Regions from separate parts of the Mus musculus genome. Here region 1 is linked to region 2. A link is a contact called in public promoter capture Hi-C data. All regions are on one chromosome and are shown on one strand. Each heading gives the region's core, a stretch centred on a gene start, on an enhancer-like site or on the middle of the called end of the contact. The rest is flanking DNA. Distances are from core to core; before and after follow the strand shown. Region 1 overlaps Limch1 (LIM and calponin homology domains 1). Region 2 has its middle 33 kb from the start of Limch1.

Region 1 (4,676 bases), core at 1,754-4,253, 270 kb after region 2:
CTTGGTGCTGTGAGAAAATATCTGACTTAAGCCACTCAAGACAGGAGTGATTTCTCTTTCGCTCATGGCCCCGGGGGATTTTAGTTCATGATGTCAGGGAAAGTGTGGCGGTGGGAGGGGTATTGACAGGTGCATGAAGCACCTGGCTTTACTGTGGCAGGCAGATGAGAATGGGACCCATAAGGCCAAGCTCCGTCCGGACCTCAAGGCTGGTTCCCAATGACTCGTCTTGGCCAATCATATCCCTTGTCCCGAAGATTCTAGAATCTCCCAAGCAGGGTCACCATCTAGAGATCAAATCAACAAACACAAAAGCCAGTAGAGATTCTGGGGGCAGTTTATATTCACACCATAGCAACGAGAGTACGTAATCTATAGAGCTGGTCAGAGTTGACGTGGCAGCCAGATTCAGGTACTTTGTCTATATTGATACATCTGATTTCACACATGTATTTCTCTATATGTTTCTTATGTGGTTATTTCCATGATCTAGTATTTAATTGAAATATCCAGGGTTGACTTTTATATATTTAATTGTAGGATAGCTTTTGTTGTTTTAAAAGAATTCACAAAACTAATCTATTTCTTGCTGGGTGTGGTGGCGCACGCCTTTAATCCCAGCACTCAGGAGGCAGAGACCGGTGGATTTCTGAGTTCGAGGCCAGCCTGATCTACAAAGTGAGTTCCAGGACAGTCAGGGCTATACAGAAAAAACCTGTCTCGAAGGAAAAAAAAAAAACACAGAATCTATTTCTTCTCTATTTGTGGTAGTCCTACTAAATACTAGAAATTTGATTTAAAATCCTTCTTGCATTATAAGCAATTATCTGAAATAATGAAGAATAATATCATACTATATCCTGAATATTCAAATATTCTTTGACTGTGTTGGAAATATACTTTTCCTGTATCCTTCAAGCATCTACCTACCCCAGAGACCAAGCCAGAGAAGCTGAAACAGAAATGAATAACATCTCATCACCATGTACTGTTTTCTCAACTTCTCTGTCTCCCCTCTTCAAGGCTGGAACACAGTGAAAATATTACTAAGTTATACAGATAAGAGCGTGAACACAAAAAATCAACTCTCCACATCTTTGACGCACATACTTTTATTTTATCATATCTGCGAATCTTTTAGCCAAAGGGTGAACAAGAAGATGCCAGGGACAAGGTCCAGTACAAGACGGGAGTTTTGTAAGTGACCAGTGCTACATGGTAACTGGAAAGCACCTTTTATAATTAAATATTGAATTCTTTCATAAAGATTCTCATTCAATATATAAACATAGAGTCATAGTTTACAATGTGGTTCTGGTGGAAGATATTATATTTAGGTAGTCATTTTTGCTTACATACATGTTTGCTGTTATCTGATTTAACTTTTAAAAAAATTAACTACGAAGCAGAAGTGTGCAGGTTTGTTAATGTCACCACACCTCAGACTTTCTCACACAGTATTGTATTTAAAATCATGTTGATAAACAGCTATAAATATTCCTAGAGACTGTCCCCAATAGCAACACCGTGTATCTCTTCTAGTCACCATGACAAGCTCATTTGGCAGACAAGTTCTCAGTTTCTAGTTCACTCCTAAAAGCACATCCACCATGCCACATACATATGAAACACACACATGGCACATACACATGCACATGCCACATACACATGCACACACATACCACATGAACCTGCCACATGCACATGCCACATACACATGCACACACATACCACATGCACCTGCTACATGCACATGCCACATACACATGCCACATGCACATGCCACCAGCCCAGCATACCTACATTTTGTCACTTAACTTTGTTACAAGGCACAGTAGTCTTGACAGTCATTCTACGTTTACCCACACTTAAGGTTCTGTTTTTAATGTGGCAGAAAGTTGCTTAACTGGAATGAAATGCAAATCATGAAGGAAAAACAAAAACAAACAAAAAGCAAAAAACAAAAACCCAAGGACTCCCCTTGTGTGGAAAGTAAGACTATAAATCACTGAACTACACCAATGTCTCTCAAAGCCTTTGACCCCAAGTCTCTTGTTTGACATCCAGATGGATTCTGGCTGTCATAGTTTTGGACCTAGCTAGAAGATAAAGGGGCAGTGTCTCAATTGGGAAAGACTGTTTGTCCAGGAAGTGCTGTACAAGAAAGGGGCATACACAGTAACGGGAGGGGCCAACCTTTAAAGCCAGGCCACATTTCTGTCTCCTTCCCTGGGATCCCCACATGCCTAGTTGCATTACTTTTAAGCCAATGTGCACACAGAGCAAAGGTACAGGCATGTACACATGATGTTAGAAGCCTATAGGATCCACACTACTTGTGAAAAAATAAATCAGGAGGTTATCTAAGCATCAAGGAACAGAACGTAGGACTTCTCCATAAATGTGTGGCAGTTAATATTTATTAGAGTTTCCATAGAAATTTTTAAAAAGTATATAAACTGCTTTTTGTTCTATTTTATTTTATGACCATGTTAACTTAATTAAGCCTCCCCCATAAGATTCTGCAAAAGAAGCCAGATTTTTTTTTAAAAGAGGGTAAAATAAGAACCAAGATTCACTTCCCCTTAAATTAAAATACCATGGAGATTTGTGTTCTCTTATTTGGTGTTTCCCATTGGAGAAGTGAATTTTGTAACTGGATTCTAGGTTTCACGTGACTGTACTTCTTTCCTAATTATTTGCATGTGTTTCATCACTCACTGATCCTGCTAGTCTGTGGACGTTCCCGACCACGTAGTAATTAATGACAGAGGAGAGACAACTCTCCAGGGGACAATCGACATTTTAGAAATCTTCAGAGGGAGAGCAGATGTAGCCCGGTGCCAGCCACATACTCTTCTGTCCCTCTCTACCAGATGCTGGCTCCCTGCTTCTTTCATCAGATCCCCCAGTCTAGAGACCAGACAGGCATGACCCGGGTGACTCTGGATGTGTCTGCCGTGCCTGGAGACAGGGTAACGGGGAGGTTTCTGATGTTGCCCGTGACGTTCCCAAGAGAACGAACAGGCCTTTCTGGAGAGCCCAGTTTCTTTGAATAGAACCAACTCACTGCCAAGCCAAGCTGGCTACTCATTGCCAAGTAGAAGGGGGTGAAAGGGGATGCCAGCTCTCCCTTAGTATATTTATAGTGTGTGTGTGTGTGTGTGTGTGTGTGTGTGTGTGTGTGTGTGTGTGTGTGTGCTCTTAAGCATGCTGAGGCCAGAGGAGAATATCGTGTGTATTGTATTGGTGCCCCCTGTCTCTGCCCCTCACCCCAGCACTGAGTTAGCGTAGCTCCCACTTAAAGGCAAGTGTATAGTCACTTCCCCTTAAGGCGGCGCGGCACACTTAAAGCCAGGTCCTCTTGCTTGTGCAGCAAGGGCTCAGCTACAGAGCTCACTCCCCAGCTCTCCTCCTCCATTCGTTAGTTTTAACCATGACTCATATGCTTCGAAAAATATAAAGAAACCTTAGACAGGCTAAAACAAACATTTTCTCTGCCCTATCCCATGCACTGGGTCCTTAATCTCTCCTGTCCTTTTTCTTTTCCTTCTTTCCATTTTTTTTTTTAACATGAGGCTGGCAGGGTTGCCAGGTTATAAACTGGCTCTGCATTTCTCTGTAGCCTCAGCAGATCTTGACCTTGTGATCTTCCTGACTCAGCCTCCCAAGTACCCTCAGGTCCCACCAGGGTTCTGCATTTTAAATTACAAATGGGTTATATTCCTTCTAGTAAAACGTGTCCACCCATCAATTGCAACCCTACCAGTAGATGCAAGTCTAAACAGCCTGGCTCTGCTGCTTATGTACACTTAAAGTCATTTAGCTAAGTTCATAAAACTTGAACTAAGAACCTTACTATTCTATGCAAAATGGACACCGTAATTCCTGGTTTGTAGAGTTCTCATGGTCACCAGTCTACATATTAGCTGCTCAGATTTGTGGTTATTGAAAAAAAATAAAAATATACCAGAGTTTAGCAATAGGCTGTTTTTAAGGAATAAGTAACTCAGAATAGAAGTCATTGAAATCTTTTTGGTAAGTGTATACTTGTGACTATTCTTCTACATATCTGCCTTCAATGCATTTTTTACTTCATGGTCAGTAGTGCCAGCCAATAATCTACATCATTTTTCATCTCTCAGAGATGGCCACAAAGCTCTCAATTTAAAGAATTCATACAATGAGCAAGAATTACTCATAGTAACAGTTTTCCGGTTGGAGTAAAGATATTCCAGAGACGGGAATATCTTGAAGTGGCCATTGATAGAGAAACTTTATTCAGCATACATATCTAAATTGAGATCACTTGAAACGAGTCCTGCCACACTGGGCAGCTAGCCTAAAAAGAAACACTTGGGGAATTTGCAGACCAGCTGGGCTTGCAAGATGCATAGAAGGTACCAGATTCACGCTGCTCAAATTGGCATTGTATATTGGCAAGGCCATTTGCATACATGCTTACTTTTGATTTTAACAAATTCTTTCAGAGATGAAAGCCCAGGCCTCCTGGTCAAAAAGTAGAAAGAGTTTTAGTCTTAGACTTGGTTCATAATGATGACTGACTCCAAACTGGGGTGCAAGAATATGTGAGGTATGTAGGTGTGTGCTTCCTACTGAAAGGGCTTTGTAAGATATTAAATGCTGACCTAAATTGTGAGGTATGATGAATTAGC
Region 2 (4,560 bases), core at 1,539-4,038:
CATTGAAAAGGGACATGTGGACAGAGTTCCAAACAAAGGAGAAACAGAGGCATTCGGTTTCCTGGGGGTACAGTGCTTGTGCCCCCTGCTGTGGAGGGGATGATCTTTAAAGAGGATTTCTGATTTATTCTACTAGCCTCCACTAGATGGACTCCCTAAACGTAGGGAAACAGAAACTCTGCTGGTAGCGTGGAGTGTCCCAGAGAGACGGGAAGATGCTGATCACCAAGGGAATTTGCTTTCTTAAAGATGCAAGTCACCTACAGGGTATACATAGCCCCAAAGAGGAGGACTGTTAACTGTTAACTGTTAACTGGCAGAATCTGAATCCAATCTTCTTTAATAGTGACAGAGCCAGTTTCCCTAGTTTACATATATTTAAGCTAGGCTAAGAGATGTTCACATTAGGCTGGGCTGAGTGACCAGTAGGTGGAAGCTCTATGTTGTTTGTGGCTTTTCCACTACAGTTCTTTCAAAAGCTAGTCACTTGATGCTAGTTATCTGACATATTTGTATTGTAGTTAGTTGTTACTAAGGATATACAGAATTGATGTGATCCTCAAAAGTCTTAGATTTTATGACCCTTGAGAAATTGATCGTTTCAACGTATATGAAAATTCGAAAGAGCGATCTAAGCTGAAGTCTTTTTATTTTTTATTTTTTGGTTTTTCAAGACAGGGTTTCTCTGTATAGCCAGCCCTGGCTGTCTTGGAACTCACTCTGTAGACCAGGCTGGCCTCGAACTCAGAAATCCGCCTGCCTCTGCCTCCCGAGTGCTGGGATCAAAGGCGTGTGCCACCACCGCTCGGCTGGCTGAAGTCTTTAAGAACGTATTAGCCATCAAGACCCAAGGTGCTCTTGCTGTTAGAGAGCAGTGCTGCAAAGGAGGGCAGAGACCAGAACGCAATAGACAGCCCAGAAATCAAGCACGTGTAACTAAGTTTCTGACAAAGGGGTAATAAAGCACAAAGAGGGATGGCTTCACAGGGAAGAGGAATTCTAACGTTTAAGCTCTACAGTCCACACACACACCAGTTCCATATGTAATTTATAAAAACAGAGCATTTACGAGGAAGCAAGAATATCTTTATGACGTTGGTGGAAGTAATAATTTCTCCAGCAGGACACGAAAGCCCAGACCACAAAGAAAATAATAAATTAGACTACAGAGAGACACAGTACTTTATTCACTGGAAGAGCCCACGGAGAGAATGAAAAGCCCACAATACGGGAGGAAAGTGTATTTCATGGAGCTGACAAAGGTGATCAGAGTGCACAACTAACTCCTAAGATCAAGAAGACAATCCAATAGCTAAACATAGGTCTTTTCACACTTAGGCAAAGTGCTCTATCTACGCTGTGTTCTGAGCTAAATATCCTCACAGGGTACTTGTCACACACAAAGGCTAGATCTTACCCACAAGATGAGGTCAAGAAACCAAATACAAAGGAGTGTCATCCATTCATAGAAAGGCCAGGAGCAAGCAGGGCTATTTTCATGACCATAGTGATTGCCTTTCACAAGGAAGGGCTTTCTTTAGTGGTGGGAAAGGGGCAAGAGGGCGCTTCTGAGCTCCTCTTCCCCCCCCCCCCCGCACCCCCCCCCCCCCAGACAGGGTTTCTCTATGTAGCCCTGGCTGTCCTGGAATTCACTCTGTAGACCAGGCTGGCCTCGAACTCAGAAATCCACTTGCCTCTGCCTCCCAAGTGCTGGGATTAAAGGTGAGCGCCACCACCGCCCGGCCCAGCTGAGCTCTTAATATTACATTTCTTGATCTGGGTACAGTATACAGGAATGTTATAATTTATGATCTGCACATGTGCACATATATTGCACACACACACACACACACACACACACACACACACACACACACACACAAACACTCCAAGAAAAGTTGATATTGCTGGGAATGTATATGTTTGTAACTCCAGCACTCAGGATTCAGAGGCAGGAAGAATTTTTTTTTTCCTTTTTTAGTATAGAATAGAGTTTATTTAGGGCATGGGAGGGGGAGTTGGGAAAGGAGGAGAGAGAGAGAGAGAGAGAGAGAGAGAGAGAGAGAGAGAGGAAGAGGAGGAGGAGGAGGGGAGGAGGGGGAGGAGAGGAGAGGAGAGGAGAAGAGAGGAGAGGAGAGGAGAGGCCGGCCATGAACACATGGAGCATGGAGAGAGGGGGAGGGGAATGGGGAGAGAGGGGTAAGAGGGTAAGAGAACAAGAGAGAAAAAGCAAGAAGATTCTTGTAAATTCAAGGCCAGGCAGGGCTACACAGCAAGAAGCTGTAGCCTGGGCAGGAGGAATGGACAAAGGAAGGGAGAGCGAGATGGAGATTTACTAAAACACTCCATGATTTAGATAAACAGAAGCTAGATTGGGAGACGACATTTGTGTTATTGCCGCTTGCCTCACAATCAGTCCAAAGCTTAGCAGCTGAGAACAACAAACACTTATTACCTCACAGTGTCTGAGGGCCAGGAATTTGGGAGACGATCAGGGTGTAGCTCCACTTAGGGTCTCTCTTGAGGTCACAGCTAACCCATTAGCCAGGGCTACAGTCATCTGAAAGCCTGACCGGGGCTGGAAGGTCCACACCCACAGCCCTGTGTTGTCCGCAAACTTGGGCTCTTGAGCCAGCTCGTCCTTGTGAGGGGCTCTCCACAGGCTGCTGAGTGTTCTCACCACAGGCTAGGGCCTAAGAAGGGAGCAGAAAGGATCAAGAGAGCCCTGCATGGAAGCCACAGGGTTTCTCACGGCCAGCTGTGGAAGAGTGTTAGCCCAATGCTTGCTCTCTGCTGTGGGAGCACAGTGAGGAAACACCAGCAGTCAGCGAGGGGGAGCCACCTTGCTGACTGGCTCCTAGAGAAGGTTTCATGTCTCATCTCTGTGACTAAATGCCTGACAGAAGCAATCTGAGGAAGACTCCTTTCCTTCCTCTCTCCCTCCTTTCCTTCCTCTCTCCCTCCTTTCCTTCCTCTCTCCCTCCTTTCCTTCCTCTCTCCCTCCTTTCCTTCCTCTCTCCCTCCTTTCCTTCCTCTCTCCCTCCTTTCCTTCCTCTCTCCCTCCTTTCCTTCCTCTCTCCCTCCTTTCCTTCCCCTCTCCCTCCTTTCCTTCCTCTCTCCCTCCTTTTGTGGGTGTGTAGAAATGTGTGTCACATGCGAGCCAATGATGGTGCCATACCAGAAGACACCGAAAGGGGGCGTCATATCCCCTGGCACTGGAATTACAGGCAGTTGTGATCCCCAGGAGTGGCTGCTGGAAACTGAATCCAAATCCTGTCGTGCTCCAGTCCCAGAAGTGACTTTTTTATTTTTTAATTTTTTTAGATTCAGGGGATTCAGTCCGTCATGGTGGTTGGGGGGGGGGGGGGGACGACGACGACGACGGGGAACAGGGCATCTGGAGTGGCTCAGCTGATGGGGTTCGGGTTCACCATGTTGTTTCTTATGCTAAGTAGATAAGGAAGCAGAGAGCCAGGGCTGGGCTATCAGATGCTGCCTCTCCTCTGCCAACCATGACTTGTATTGCAAAGACTCCCAAAGGCTACAAGCTGGGAACCCGGCATTCCAACACTCAAGCCTGTGGGAGGACATTTTTAATACAAACCATAATACTTCCACACCCATTTTTTTCTCTCTTAAATTACTAGGGGTATCTTTAGAAATTCTTAGGTCCTTAAACTTCCTGCCTCTCTGGTCCGCTGATGGGCTCAACTCTCCGACTGTTTTCCTGTCTAGTGAATCTTAGGCAGGACTTGCTGGAAGAGGAACAAATCCTCCCAAAGGGTATCTATGCTATGAAGATGTTTTTTTTCTGACCTGCAATCTCAGAAATTCTAGCTATCCTCTCTGTGCCTGGTACCTTATCTTAACTTGATCACCTGAAATGCTGCTGGGACAAACATACGTGCCATAACTGAAAGACGTTTTTCTGCTCAAACATAGGCACATTATCCCGACACCACAGTGGCTCACCCTCTTCTCTGCTTATTAGAATCCCCTGGGAAGCAGTTAAAGCTACAAATCCGCTAAGCCGGGTGTGTCTCTGTGCTCAGGACAGGCAGAGAGTCAGACAGGCAGAGCTCTGAGTATTTGGGCTAGCCTGGTCCATATAGCAAGTTCCAGGTGATCCAGCAGGTGGGACACAGCAAACCCCTATCTCAAAATAGAAACAAAATAACCAGGCCACCAAACAGAAAAGACAAAACAAAACCCAGTCCGTTTCCAGGTTTGCCAGATGACTGGAGTTTCAGAGCTGTTCTGCTCTTGCAGAAAGTGGAATCTGGTTTCTAGCACTCATGTCTGGTGGTTCACAGCTACCTGAAACTCTAGTTGGAAGGGAACTGACACCGCCTTGGACAGCGCACACATGTGCACAATTGAACCTCCTCCTGGAAACGTATACACACAATTAACTGGAAAAAAAATTGAAACACTAATTCCTGAATTCCCCTGAAGATCCACTGCTTCAGACCATCCAGAGACAGGCTCCCTAAATCTGCATTTTGAACATACTAAGAGCTGGGGAGATGGCTCAGCGAATGGAAGTGAGTGCTGAGCAGC

What was found. Capture Hi-C pulls out chosen DNA fragments and counts their contacts.
Region 1: a contact with region 2 is called in a promoter capture Hi-C map of adipose tissue. The contact joins two enhancer-like sites. A contact is called at or near these places in 10 of 39 promoter capture datasets (the C10 cell line, the HPC-7 cell line, cranial neural crest and 6 more), 1 of 15 datasets of contacts at CTCF or cohesin (the NIH/3T3 cell line), 2 of 484 Hi-C or Micro-C datasets (embryonic fibroblasts and forebrain), 15 of 115 datasets of contacts at active chromatin or transcription factors (SST interneurons, craniofacial prominence, differentiating embryonic stem cells and 11 more) and 5 of 9 other capture datasets (adipose tissue, embryonic stem cells, liver and 2 more).

What each region holds. Positions count from the first base shown.
Region 1 is chr5:66,976,683-66,981,358 of GRCm38.p6, forward strand. All of the region lies in intron 8 of Limch1 (LIM and calponin homology domains 1), which reads left to right. Among named protein-coding and RNA genes, the nearest start is that of Gm33040, 20 kb to the right of the region's middle. Within about 2 kb of position 3,004, at least 105 of the 459 cell types and tissues checked have an H3K27ac peak or open chromatin away from gene starts, as enhancers often do. A contact at or near this core is called in adipose tissue, where this site is marked.
Region 2 is chr5:66,710,478-66,715,037 of GRCm38.p6, forward strand. No RefSeq gene overlaps it. Among named protein-coding and RNA genes, the nearest start is that of Limch1, 33 kb to the right of the region's middle. Within about 2 kb of position 2,789, at least 23 of the 459 cell types and tissues checked have an H3K27ac peak or open chromatin away from gene starts, as enhancers often do. A contact at or near this core is called in adipose tissue, where this site is marked.